Regions from separate parts of the Mus musculus genome. Here region 2 is linked to region 1. The links are chromatin contacts, called in public Hi-C maps. All regions are on one chromosome and are shown on one strand. Each heading gives the region's core, a stretch centred on a gene start, on an enhancer-like site or on the middle of the called end of the contact. The rest is flanking DNA. Distances are from core to core; before and after follow the strand shown. Region 1 overlaps Glt1d1 (glycosyltransferase 1 domain containing 1). Region 2 holds the start of Tmem132d (transmembrane protein 132D).

What was found. A called contact is a pair of places that touch in the nucleus more often than the background predicts.
Region 2: a contact with region 1 is called in a Hi-C map of embryonic stem cells, with 2.6 times the contacts expected there. The contact joins the promoter of Tmem132d here to the enhancer-like site in region 1. A contact is called at or near these places in 9 of 39 promoter capture datasets (HPC-7-derived erythroid cells, cranial neural crest, embryonic stem cells and 5 more), 1 of 15 datasets of contacts at CTCF or cohesin (stem cell-derived epiblast-like cells), 17 of 484 Hi-C or Micro-C datasets (LSK cells, cerebral cortex, cortical neurons and 9 more) and 13 of 115 datasets of contacts at active chromatin or transcription factors (astrocytes, craniofacial prominence, embryonic basal ganglia and 9 more).

Annotation. Positions count from the first base shown.
Region 1 is chr5:127,658,398-127,665,464 of GRCm38.p6, reverse strand. Glt1d1 (glycosyltransferase 1 domain containing 1) reads right to left here. Exons shown (of 12, transcript NM_177005.4): 5 at 2,087-2,123; 6 at 757-813. Among named protein-coding and RNA genes, the nearest start is that of Glt1d1, 30 kb to the right of the region's middle. Within about 2 kb of position 5,389, at least 10 of the 459 cell types and tissues checked have an H3K27ac peak or open chromatin away from gene starts, as enhancers often do. A contact at or near this core is called in embryonic stem cells, where this site is marked.
Region 2 is chr5:128,429,771-128,436,609 of GRCm38.p6, reverse strand. It overlaps Tmem132d (transmembrane protein 132D), which reads left to right and starts at 3,533. Exons shown (of 9, transcript NM_172885.2): 1 at 3,533-4,324. The coding sequence starts at 4,246.

The sequences.
Region 1 (7,067 bases), core at 4,140-6,639:
GACAGCTTTTGCCTGTTCTAGCTTTTATGACCAAAAATGTCTAGGGTGGCAATCTCATTGGGAGTTTTGATCCCCCCCCCCAAAAAAAACATATACTGTAGACCTTGTTTCTAAACAGTCTATATCTAAAAGACTTTTCACGATAAACTTTTGTCCATCCAGCATCACTGAGTTTATTTCACACAGTGAATGGAAGTTGAAGTGGTTGAGTTTCTCTGAATTCCACTACAGACCAGAAACAGCCCCACCCCCACCCCCGGCACCATCTATGGACTGTGTCCTTATGCCACCGCTCACACTTTCTTTTGTTTTGGGGTTTTTGTTTTTGTTTGTTTTGTTTTGTTTTGTTTTGTTTTTGGTTTGTTTGTTTTTTTCGAGACAGGGTTTCTCTGTGTAGCCCTGGCTGTCCTGGAACTCACTTTGTAGACCAGGCTGGCCTCGAACTCAGAAATCCACCTCTGCTCTCGAGTGGTGAGATTAAAGGCATGGGCCACCACACCTGGCTGCCAGGTGACACTCTTGAAAGTTGCACGGAGCTCAGATTAATTGTATAGTTTCACACAAACCCACCATTAGGAATGCCTCCTAAGAAAACATCTAGGAGTACTCAAAGAGTGGAGGCTACACCACTCTGTTAGTGCAGATTGCAACAATGTAGAAAGAGAAAAGCCAATTCCAGCAAGATGCTTTGAAACATCTGACAGCAGATGCGGAGGGATGCTCCCGCAAAGGGCCAAGAAGGGAGCCACGCCTTACCTGATTGCTGCAGGAAGGTGTTCCAGTTAAAGTTGGCATTTGGTATTGTTGCAATTCCTGGTGGACAGAGTAGGAAAGAAAAAAAGGAAGTTTTGGCTCTTACAAATCCATTCAACTTAGGAGTTTCCTGGGCCCTTGGGCTCAGGTTGAATGCACCTGTGGATTCCAGGGATGTAGCATCCCAATCAACCACCATCCCCACCGACCACCTTGGTTGGTACAGACCTTGAGCTCTTTAAAGAGACTCAGGAAGTCTTCTAAAACATCGGCACTTGAATTCTACTGCTCTAGGTAAAGGCTCTCCTTCACTTACAATTCCTAAAACCGACACTCAATGAATTGTGCGGTTGCGAGCCCTCGGTCATTTCCTCGGATGGATTTTTTTTTTAAGTTAAAAAAAAAAAAAAAAAAACTCAGCCCTGAGTGATGGCTGCCTCAAGTTCCAAGGAAAGCTGGACTTACAGAAAAAGGCTCTGAAGAAAGAGAGGAAGGGAGAGGAGGGTTGGACTCATAAGTTCCATCATCCACCCACCTCTAACCTTGCTTCAAGGTCATCACTTGCCCAGAAAGTGCTGCTTAGGTACCTTCTGCACAGGACCCACAGCCCTAAGACCTGCGAGGTAGGCGCTTACTGCAGTCTATGCAGACAGTGGCCGGACAAAGGGATCAAGCCAGTTCACCAGGAGCCCAGTCTCTCTGGACAAGAAACAAAACAGGGGAGGACCAGACTCTGCCTACACAGATTCGGAAACCCTTTACCAGCCCTTTGGGCACATCTGTTATGCAATAGAGACTCCTATGACTAGAGCTTGAAAAATAAGCTAGGGGGTCTCATGTAACCCAGGCTGGCCTTGAACTCACTCAGTTCTGACCTTTCTAAGTTCATCTGCAGAGTGCTGGGGTCTCAGAGGTCCAGAGGAGCCTCAGTGACATGATGAAGCCAAGAGGGGCCTGTGGGGCCGACACATTCTAGTTCTCCCTGCTTCAGCCACTAGAGAAGAGAGCTGTGTGTCACTGTCACAGGGAACTCCTGGGAGGGGTTGAAAATGCTGTGTAACAGAAGAGTCCACAGCCCCCAGATCAAGGCAAAAATTTGCCTCCATTGTTATACAAGTTCAGTCCTGTAATTCCAGCTAAGGCTAGAGATAGGAACCAAGTCCTGAAAGTTGTCCTCTAACTTCCATGTGTGTCCAGTGAGTGGTGTGCACATGAACACAAATGAGTAAAACAAACGCAATAAATCATATATGTCTTATATGGACACTTGAAATTATAGACACTACATATTATATATTAAATATATATTACAAATATATTTAAAAGTTCTTACCTTGACTCTGGACAAAGATCTTCCCAGTTGCATGTGGCTTTTAAAAAGGGAAGAGAAAGGTAGGGAGTAAATTTAATGGTCCGACCATTCTACACTTTCAGAGACCAAGATAATTAAATTACCCTTTTGGAAACATCTCTAAGTCACCCACAAATGGCTTGTTAGGAGCACAGAGTTACTTCCATTCCTAAAGGGTTTTGCCGTTAATAACAGAGCCTTTAAGAAGAACAAAGAAAGAAATCGGGCTTAATGCAGGAGAGTCCCCAGAGCCCAGGAGTGTACCTGTGGCTGAAGGAGAGGTGGTGGACAAGTGCCATTCAGGGGTGCTTTGTCCCCAAGTGGAAAAGGGTATTCCCTATCCCTCAGGCCAAAGGAGGAAGGAAAGAAGAGAAGACAAAGAGAGGATGGGGAGAGGGAAGAAAAGGGGGAGAGGGAGGTAGAAAAAAAAGGAAGAGGTGGGAGACAGACCCAAAAAGCACAAGTGGCAGCCAGTGGGAAGGACATGTTGACCTCAAGACCAAGCAGCGCCTTCAGTGTTCCCAGAATCCCACCAGAGGCAGCTGTCTCCCTCCTTCCTTTTCTGCCCCCTTCCTCCTTCTTTCCCTCCTCCTCTCTCTCTCTCTTCTTCTTTTTTCAATTTTGTCCTTCCTCCTCTTCCTTCTCTCCTTCTCCCTTCGTACCAAGATCCCAGCTTCTTATTCTTTGTGATAGTCTCTGGTAAAAGTGCACAAGAGCCTGCTAGATGGCAAAAAGCCCATTAGAGATAAGGGGCTAGTGCGCATTAAATGTCTGGACAGAAGTGGGAGCTGGAGAGGGGCAGGGAATCCTCTGTCCCATAGCAAAGGAGGGACTCAAATGCTGATGGCTGTGGTCAAAATAGAGTCCCCTGGACAGGATCAATAGGGACCAACACTGTGTATATTTTTATTTTGTGACCTAAATATTCTGATGAAGTCAGGAAGTGACACCTGAAGCCGGAGGTCATCATTCTGTCGTGTGTATACACACTCTACACACAAGCGAGCACACACACACACACACACACATACATGTATGTGGGGGCACAGCACCACATACTAACAAAGCAAGGCCCTGACACTGTAAACGGCACACACACACTAGTTCTCAAACTTATCTATCAGGTTGGGGAACAAGTCGTGGTGACAAAGCCCAGCCAGGCAGACCCTCCATGGGAAGACAGGCAACCAGCCACGGATATGAGGAGGGGCAGCTTCCACTCCAGGACAGAGCTGTTCACTTCAGTTTGGGTTTTGCCTCAGCATTGCCGTTTTAAATTTAACCCTTTGAACCCCTGGCCCACCAAAGTTTTCCCTGTCCTACTCAAGGTTGCATCCAGCTGATACAGGTGTCGCTGAGAGAATCCCATGAACTCGAAAGCCCTTTATAAGGAAGTATTTCGAAATTCACTTCTCAGCTAGGCACAGGAGCGGGTGCCTGTAATGTCATCACTTGGGAGAGTAAAGCAAGAGGATCGCCTTGAGTTTGAGGCCAGTGTGGGATACATCAAGACCCTACCTCCGAACAAAATGAGATCTCCTGTTTAAAGAAGATAATAGAGACCGGCTACAAAAGCAAACATAAAATGGGGGGTTGGAGACAGACAAGTTATCCAGTGGCCTCCTAGACCTCACCAGCACATATACGAGAGAAAATAACAAGTTCAAACGGCATGCTAGGTAAACCCTCAACATGGGTTGCCTTCTTTAGGGACTCAGTGCTTCAGAGCACGAACTTTCTCAGAACCTTCCAGTCCACACCCCCTGTGCCTAGACAGCATGCCTCCATCGATCTTGTGTCATGCCTCAAATCCAGCTTTTGCCAGCTCTCCAGACCTCTCATCTTCAGGTTCAAAGCCTCCCATGCTGGATTCCATACTTAGGACCACATCCCCATCTCAAGCTCTCTGTTTGTTGGTTTTGTTTTGTTTGTTTAAAAGGGGGCTTCCGCCGTGCGTGGTGGCGCATGCCTTTAGTCCCAACACTTGGGAGGCAGAGGCAAGCGAATTTCTGAGTTCGATCAAGACCAGCCTGGTCTACAGAGTGAGTTCCAGGACAGCCAGGGCTGCACAGAGAAGCCCTGTCTTGAAAAAAAAAAAAAAAAAAAAAAAGGTGGGGGGTGGGGGGGCTTCCAGTAGCTGGGGCTGGCCTCAAACAAGCTAGGTAGCTAAGGATGACCTTGTGTAAGGGGCGTCTCCACTTCTGACTACTTGCATTACAGAGGAGCACCACACCAAAGTTTTGTGGGGCTAGAGGATGGAACTACATCCTACATGCTTAGGGGCCCGTGGCCTACTGAACTACACCCAGCCCAGTTAGAAAAGCCTCCCATTCGTACCCAGGTATGTTTTCACAGTGAAGCCTTGCCTGGTTTTACCATGTTACTTTCTCTCCTTGCTTGGTAAGAGATTTCTATGAAAAAAGAACAGGAGGGCAAAGGACCTCTTTTAGAAGTGCCAATTTGTGTGTAATCTGCATTGATACAATGTATGTGTAATCTGCATTGATACACTGTGTGAGCCTCGTGTGCACGGGTGGTGATTTCCTCTGCGCAATTTGTAACCATTATATAAATTCTTTTCAAAAAGCTACAATTGGAAGTCTTTTTTTTTTTTTTTTTTTTTTTTTGTAATTTCAAATCAAAGTCATTATTTTTTGCTGCCCCGGTTGAGCCTTAGAGTCTACATCTATTACAAGAACTCTTAATGGAGTTTCCACTGGCAGAAAGTTAATTCCAGAAGATTAGCCTTTTATATTAACCTGAGAATGAGAGGTCTTTTTGTAACTGTGATCTGAGCCTTCTTTTCTTTTGTCTTTGTCCTTATCTTGTGCTGCTCCCAGATCAGAGCCAACGGCAATACTATTGAGCCACGCCCCAACCCTTCATCCAAGGGCTGTACCACCTCCAAAGCCTCTAAACGAAGCCCTAGCCCCTCCCTGGTTAATTCTAAGCAGGTGCTCTACAGCCCAGCCCATTCTTAACCTAGCCGTGCCCCCTCCCACCCCTTTTAGTAATATTCTATCAAATGGGTCTCTTACAAAGCCGTGCTTATTTTAGAGCATGTACCTTACAGGATGCTGGCTTTTCCCATCAAATAATTAGTCAAATTACCTAATAAGTTCTCAGGAGCCTTAAAATGGAGTCTTAATACTCTCCCCCTTCCTCTTAAAATATCACACACACACACACACACACACACACACACACACACACACACACACACAGCTGCTTTAGTTCTCAGCCTTTTAGTTTTTCATTAAATCCCAGAGAAACAGCCACGAGAGACGAATGAATAGAGAAATTCACAAGTCTCCAGGTACGGCCATTTCCTCCAGTGACAGAGTTCAGTTGCCAGCTTAATTAATTTCGCGTAGAAAGGGGGAACTGAAAGGGACATCTTGACTTTCTCCACTTGTATTAGAAAAGTGTGTTTCTAAGGAGAATAGAAGCTAGGCTGCTATGGGATTAGCATATCACCACACCCAACTTAATTACCCTTCTAAATGAAGATGGAGAAAAAAAATGCACTTTTAAGTTTTGAACTGGATTCTTTGCTTAAAAGTACATTGACATACATGATATCTATATATGCACATATTCTCTCCTTTAAAAAAATGTCTCGAGCCGGGCTTGGTAGCACACGCCTTTAATCCCAGCACTCAGGAGGCAGAGGCAGGCAGATTTCTGAGTTCCAGGACAGCCTGGTCTACAAAGTGAGTTAGTTCCAGGACAGCCAGGGCTACACAGAGAAACCCAAAAACCAAACAAACAAAAAAGTCTCAGGGGTTGGGGGAGGAAGGGAGGGAGAGAGAATGTGCATGCAGTACCCACAGAGGCCAGTAGAGGACATAGGATTTCCTGGGACTGGAGGTATAGATGATTGTAAGCTGCCATATGGATAATTGGGAATCGAACTTGGGTCCTCTGCAAGAGCAGCTAGTGCTCTTAACCATGGGGCCATCTCTGCAGCCTCCACATTCTCTCTTTTGAAGTCACAAAGTGCCAGGCACGGTGGCGGCTTCAAAACCTTTAATCCCAGCACTCAGGAGGCAGAGGCGGGCCCACCTCTTTGAGTTCAAGGTCAGCCTGGTGTACATAGTGAGTTCCAGGTCAGCCAGGACTACATAGTGAGACCCTGGCTCAAAAAGAAGAAAAGAAGGAGGAGGAGGGAGCGGGGAGGAGGAGGGAGAGAAGGGGAGGAGGAGGAGGGGAGGGAGGAGGAAGAGGTGAGGGAGGAGGAGGAGGAGAAAGAGGAAAGAAAGCCCCAGGGACGTGGAAGCACCCGTAATCTTATCTTTCAAACTAGGATTACTGATATCTGGTCTCGCTTTGGACTAATTAGGTACAATTACCCAAAGTACAGCCTGAGTTAAGTCTGCACATAAAGTTCAAAACCAAAGCTGGCTTTTCCTCCAGCAAGATTAAGACTACATTGCTCAAAACACATCATCTGCTGTTCACGGTACATGAATCAAAGTCTCTCCTCCAAAATCTACCTAAAAGAATTCCATAAGTACAGCTGAGTAAGCTACCTTTATATTATTTATACATATTTGTATTTGAAAAGAAATCGAATCAAATAAAAACATTGGGCTGAACTTTATTGAAAAATCCACCCACAACCCTGGACAAAAAATGCGTATTAAAAACAGCTTCACTTTCAAATATAATAACTATCCCCCAGCCATGGAAACAAGATAATCTCATCTTTTATTAGGTTTTTGTCAGTATCTCCTGTATTCTCATCTGGGAGGGGCCAAGCCATCTTAGCTACTTCACGAGTAGTGTGTTTCTTCCTTAATGTTTACTATGTTAAAAAATGAAATGTTTTTAATTATATGTACATGTGTGTGGGTGGCTGTGTAAGTGCACATGAGTGCAGATACCCATGGAGGCCAGAAGAGGGCGCCAGATGTCCTATATCTGGACTTGCAGGCAGTTGTGAGCTACTTGATGCTGGTGC
Region 2 (6,839 bases), core at 2,284-4,783, 770 kb before region 1:
GGAAAGCACGAATATTAATAATGTCAAAATTGTGAGCGAATTCCAGCTAGGCTCTGCGCTTTGCATGGAAAGGCACGTCCTCTGCGTTTTACTTCATTTCTTCACCTTACTTCCCCTTGTGCTGTGGACCGAACCCTCAGCAAGCACAATGTTTACCATTGAGCTATGCCATTTTGAAATAAGCACACTGGAGTTGCCCAAAGGATGCTTCATAGTGGTCCTCGCCTGAGTTTCTCCTTGCATCATCCCGGAAGGATGGAGGGAGTGGGATTCAGCCTTACGATAGTGTGATCTCTAGTATCTGTGATGTCTTCACGCACAAAATGGGCACAAGTGCATGCAACTGCGGACATTCATTGGGCGGCTTGCGAATCCAGCCTCCTTGCTGTCTTTACCAGATCTCGGGCACAACTGTTCTTTCTTTAAACTGGCTGGAGGATGGTATCTTTCTGTAAAATGGCAAGCCCGCCTAGTGTTGAGATCACACGCTCAGCATGAACAGTTAATGCTATTTAATCATCGGTAGAAGTTTGGCTTCCAATTGATTTATAGCTTTGCAGATGAAACACATATTCTTGGAGGAAAGCACACTTCTGACCATCGAGAATGACAGGGCTAGTGGATCCAATAGGAAGGGGTTGCCTCTGGCACCAGGCTGCAGCTGAAGTCCTGGCAGGCAGCCATGAATAGTCGAAGGCCTTCCCAAGGACTGGCTCCCCCACCCTCAGCTCTGCTAATTGCCTGTGGAAGAGTGGGCACACACATTCCAGCAGCCCCATGAAGAGAGTTGGAGGGGGAGTCATTCTTACCTCTTATTTTAACCACTCGTTGGGTCTGCACAGTTTGAACAGAGAAAATGTTTGCCAGGTAACTACGTATGATGAAGAAATCCTAGGCAGCAGCTCGACTCTTTGATCTTAAGGACATAGAGAAGCCTTGTGCGGTGATATACCTTAAAAGAGTTGCCTGCTGTTTACGATTCAGGGGGACGATGATTTAGGAAAAAAAAAAAGTAAAGTCATTTTTAAAATAAAAAATAGAAGCCATTCACTTCTAGGAGATGAACTTAAGGATTGTCCTAAAAATAGGCTTGAGCTGGCCAGTGGTGGAGGCATCCTTTTAAGCCCAGTACTCAACTTAGTACTTGGAGGCAGAGGCAGAGGCAGGTGGATCTCTGAGTTCCAGGACAACCTGGTCTATAAAGCAAGTTCCAGGACAGCCAAGGCTGCAAAAATCATATATATATATATATATATATATATATATGTGTGTGTGTGTGTGTGTGTGTGTGTGTGTGTGTGTGTATGTATATGTGTGTGACACACACATACACACACACACACACACACACACACTCACTTGGGGATCTAGAGAGATGGCTCAGTGTTTAAGAATCCCGGCTGCTCTTGCAGTGAACTCGGAGTTTGATTCCTAGCACTCACATGGTGGCTCCCAACTGTCTGTAACTCCAGTTCCAGGGGATTGGCCTCTCCTGGTCTCTGCTGTTACTGTACACACACAAGGTATTTACATACATGTTGGCAAAGCACTCACATACACAACATAAATATAAATAAACCTTTAAAAATATACGTGAATCCACACAATTGGATCAGCCACAAAGAAATAAGGGGGAAGCTTGGTGAGATGTGAAGGGTCATTCAGAGAAATGCCTGCCAGAGATGAAACCTCTGTTTCTCCCATCCGTCGGGGAAAAGAGTAAGGCAGCCTGGAGTCCCACCTGCCTCGATACATCAGTTCAGGGATGGGCACAGCAGTCATTTCAACCAGGTTCTTTGTATTGCTAACTCTGTAAAGTTTTTAGAAAACAGAAAATGTGTGTGTGTGTGTGAGTGCATGTGCGCGCGCATGTGTGTGCCCGTGCTCATGCACACACAGAAAGAGATCGAGAGATATAGAGACAGAGACAGACAGAACACCAGAAAGACAAAATTTAAGAAAGGCACACAGGACAAATCTGGAGCTGGTACCCCAAAGATGAGGATACCCAGAAAGACAGAGGCCTTTGGGCTGTTTTTGGCAGAACAACCCTGACTCCTCTGATCTTCCCTTGGAAGTCAGGGAGCTGAAAATGCTTAAAGCTGGGGATGGTTTTGTAGCTCCCTGGTGTGGATTGCCTCCTTAGCCAGATTCTGTGAGTCCTGTCATGTTCTAACTTAAAAGTCACCATGAAGACCCACCTCTGGGGGTTCCCACAAAGGTTTAACTGAAGAGGAAGGTTCATCCTGAATGTGGGTGCTACCATGGATGGACAGAGGCCCCAGACTAAATACAGAGAGAGCAAGTTGAGCACCAGCCTGGCGCCCTCGCCCCCAGTTTCTGACTGCAGATGCCATGTGACCAGCTGCCTCATGCTCTTTGCTGCCAAGCTGTGATAAAAACAAAGATCAAAAGCAACTTGAGGAGAAGTGGGTTGGTTTCATCCTCTAGTTTAAATCCATCATGGAGGGAAGTTAGAGTCGGAATCCGGAGACAGGAACAGACACACAGAAGCAGTGGAAGGAAGCGGCCCACTGACTTGCTCTCCATGGCCTTTGTAGCTTTCCTTTCATATAAAACCCAGGACCACCCGCCCAGGGGCGGTACTACTTCCAGTGGCTCCTCCCACAGCAATCATTGATCCAGAAAATGCCCACAGGCTCCCTACAGGGCAATCTGATGGAGGCATTTAGTCAGCGGAGGTTTCTTCTTCCCAAATGACGCTAGCTCATGTCAACCGGACAAAAACTAACCAATTCATGCCTGTGAGCCCAAAACGGACTCTCTTTCCCTTAAGTTGCTTTTGTTAAGTATTTTGTCATGGCACAAAGAAAATTAACTAACCCAGTCCATTTTTATCCGCAGAAGTGAACCCACTCGTTGGAGTGATGCTGGGTTTCCTCTCTGAATCCCCACAACATCTGCTTGTTTCCAAGGCTCTGCGGAGCAGTGAGGAGGGCTCCGGCTCGGGACACTAGCATGGGTATTATGTATCTTGGTGTGAGTTCGCCTTAGATACCCTGGAAGGCATGAGTGGAGAGCTGTACCTATTAGCTTTTCAATGAAATATCTTCCCTAATGCCAATTCCCTAATGCCCAAAGGCCAGCGGGGAGCCAGGATGGAAATCTTTCAGGGACAGGAATTTGAGGGTCATTTTGGCATCCCAGGCTCACAATCTAGAGTTCACCGGAAACACTTCAGCCTATGTTAGGGGTTCCTGAACTGTCCTTGCCTGAAGGCCGCCTATAGTCAGAAGCTTTAAGAAGGCAGGGCAGATGGCCTTTCCACACCTGTTGTGAGCGTGGACATCCACGCTGGTTCTCGTGCGCGCTCCTCGGGGCTTGCGGGGTGTCCATAACCTCCTTTGAACATCTCCCTCCTATTCGAGCACATAGAGAGGGCGACTGCGAGGCTGGGCGCCCCGCAACCAGGAAGGTGGGACCTACTTTGCGGATTGGGGCTCACAGCTGTCACTCCAGAAGGGTGGGGCTTAAAAAGAGAGAGAGAGGGAGAGAGGAAGAGAGAGAAATTAGGAAGCAACAACCCCAGCCCGCCTGGGCACGCTGCTCTGGGTGCGCTCGGATGCAGCCGCCCCGAGCTCGCGCCTACTCGTCCGCGCGCCGCTCGCCCTCCGCCCCGAGCGCTGCTCGTCTCCGGAGCCGGCCGTGCGCCGGGCGCGCGTGGGGAGCCGGGGCGGGCTGGGGTGGAGCCGCAGCGCCCCGCAAACTTTGGGCGGCGGAGCGCGCGCGCCGAAGCCCCGTGGCGCGGGATGGGGGCGGCGAGGCTATGTGCCCCGGGTCCCCACGCGTGCCTGGCTACCAGCCCGGGGACCCCCGCGCCGCCTCTGCCCGCGCCCCGGGCCCCGCAACCTCGCAGCCCCGCAGCCGCCCGCGCGCGCTAGCCCACCGCAGCCTCCCAGCCGGAGTCCTCAGAGCGCTCTCCATGCTTGGGGACGCAACACCGGAGACCCCCCTTGTGGAGTGAAATTCAATTCACGAGCCAGTCCTCAGCGCAGTCGAAAGACTGAGGTGAGCCTCGGCCTGCGCTGCGGGACCCCGGAGCCTGAGCGGCCTGGCTATGGACCTGTGGGGACCCGGCACAGGGCGGCCCTGCTGCTCGGGTCCCTAGCCAGATGCGTCTTGGTCATCCAGCTCAGCTTCTCTTCTCCGGGGATCTGGCGACATCCCTTCTTCAGCCAGAGGACACCACGGAGGAGCAGAGGACCCGCGCTCCAAGTCTCCAGGATGTGCCCATCTGAGATGGGGACTCTGTGGTACCTCTGGTCTCCCGTGCTCATCAGCCTAGCTGCCCTTTTCTCCAAAGGTGAGGACGCTGGGGCTACCTGGGCCCGGGGGACTTAACTTTGCTGAGAGTAGATGTGGATGTGGGTGGCCCAGAGAGGGCCGGTGGGTGTGTGTGTGTGTGTGTGTGTGTGTGTGTGTGTGTGTGTGTGTACACAGCAGGTTTGTGGAGCCAAGGTTCCGGGGCAGACACCTTGGCAGCAGGTGATTTCCCTGGAAGTCTTGGTATGATGCCCTAGGAGAGTGTGCCTAAGCGACAAAGGGAAACGGGGAAGCCTAGTCTGCCCTGGCCCTGGACGCTTCCTAGAATTTGGTGTGGACTTCCCAACTGGCCCTAACCGGTTTAGAAATAATTCTCAACAGCCCTGCTGTGCGAGAATGTCAGCTAGTGTACCACGGGCCGTTAAGAACACAGTTGGCCAGAGACCCTTTCAGCCCAGGGTCTCCTGGGTCGGCCTTCTGCAGCTGCTGTGTGTGTATAGGGGATGGGGGTGGGGGTGGGTGGGGGGATAGGAGAATACTTCCACAGATGCTCTACTGTCTATCTGACCCAAGTCTTCCCAGTGGGGTCCTGACATGGGGCCGTGAGTAGAAGCGGGAAGCCCCGTTTACCTGCTATTACCGTCTCCTTCAAATCCCTGCCTGGTACAAGCAAATTTGAAAGCTTGGGACAGAAATGCCTTGCAGAGCGATCGATATCCACAGGACACGGTAGATGGACTCTACACGTCTTCCTGGCCGAGCAGGAGGTTTCTATTTGTGGGTAGTTTTCTCCCCTACACCCCCTTTCTACAGCAAAAGTCAAGATTCTTTGCGGTCTCCTGTGTGCTGGAAAAAAAAAAAAAAACCCTGTAAACATATTTCTCTGCGAATATTTATCAGGCAACATCTCTCTGAAACTTCCTAGCCAGTTGACAAGCGCAATCTTTTATGATATGTTGATTTTGGTTTCTGGCTTTTCTGGTATCTGGCAATCTAGTTGCATAGAATCTTGTAGAGTTAGGCAGATTGATTGCTGTTTTTTTTTTTTTTTTTTTTTTTTTTTTTTTTTTTTTTTTTTTTTTGCGTGGGAATGGTTGCGGGGGCATGCTAGGTGTTTATGTCACTGTGTTTTCAAGTGCTGTTGAAGGGGGCTCAGGTAAGCTAATGAGGAGTAGCCCCACTTCCGGGAGGGAGCCACAGCTTTGGAGATATAGAATACACTGGAAACCAAAGAGGAGGTTGGTTAAAAAAAAAAAATGCAGACCCTAGGTCGTCAGGGCCACGATGCCACTCCAGCATAGCTGGGAGGCGTGCTGTTGTCCTTGTTGCTTGGTTTGATAAGAATAGACGTCTTTGTTTTTATTCCTTAATAGCAGGGCTTTATTAAGGGCGGCTTTGGACTGACTCTACACTAATAATGGTGTTCCCTCTCACTCCCTCACTGATTCCTTCATTATGAGCAGCTGTGCTGATGGGTGCCACCTTGCCCTGGGTGCTTTTGAACTCGTCCTTAAACAAGGTATGGGGTGGGAGGGGGGAGCATCTCTTTCCCAAATGGCTAGAACCCAGCTTGTCAGTAATGTTAATGTCATGTAAGGTTCTTTGCTCGAACTTTGAAAGAGGACTGGCGGAGCCTGCCTCGGGCAGACTGTTGAAGCCCAGTCGGAATGTGGGGAACCTTCACGCAGCTGTGAGCAAGGTTAAAGGCTGAGCCCGTGTGAGGTAACACAGCTGTGGTTCTCAGCTGGGAAGGATGGGGATTGATGGCTTGGTATCAAGCAGTGTAAAAGGGGACTTCATAGGGGCAGACGAGACACGCACCCAAGGACAGTCTGGTGTTTGTTCCATTCCCCCCCCCCCACTTCCCTCTTAAAGTTGTGTGATGACCTGTAAGTGCTTGCTAGCAACATATCTGTTTTATGTGTGTAGTGAGTGTGTGTATGTGTAGTTTGCACGTTGGCATTCGTGCACATATGTGTGTGGGGTTAGATGGGAATGCGTGTGTGCGTGCACATGGAGGCTGGAAGTTTTCATCACGTGCTTCTTCTTTGATTATTCTCCATTTTACATATTGAGGCAGGAACTCTTGCTGAACCCAGAGCACACTGGTTCTGGCTGGCCCCCTTACCCAACATACCTAGGGGATCCCCTGAGTCCATTTTGATGGGTTTATAGGTGGCTGTCATGCCTGCCTAGCATTTACATGGGTGTTGGGGATTAGAACTCATGTCCTCACCTTAACAAGGCAAATACTTCATCCACAGTGCAATATCCCTACTCATATCTGCAGGTTCTGACTAACTTGAAGTCCAGTATGAGCTATACTGGAGAGTATTTCAACCAAGTAAACACACACTCTTAACTGTTTAATTTGTCTGGGAATGAATGGAAAATGGAGTTGGTATCAAATACTAATATCTACTGTACTGTGTTACTGTTTTTACTCTCGTCCACCAATAGGAGCCCTTAAATGCAATAGAACACATATTTTCATGTGCTAACGGCCTTGGCTAATCAGCCCAGTGACCTTGGACTTTGTAAATGCGTCAGTTTCA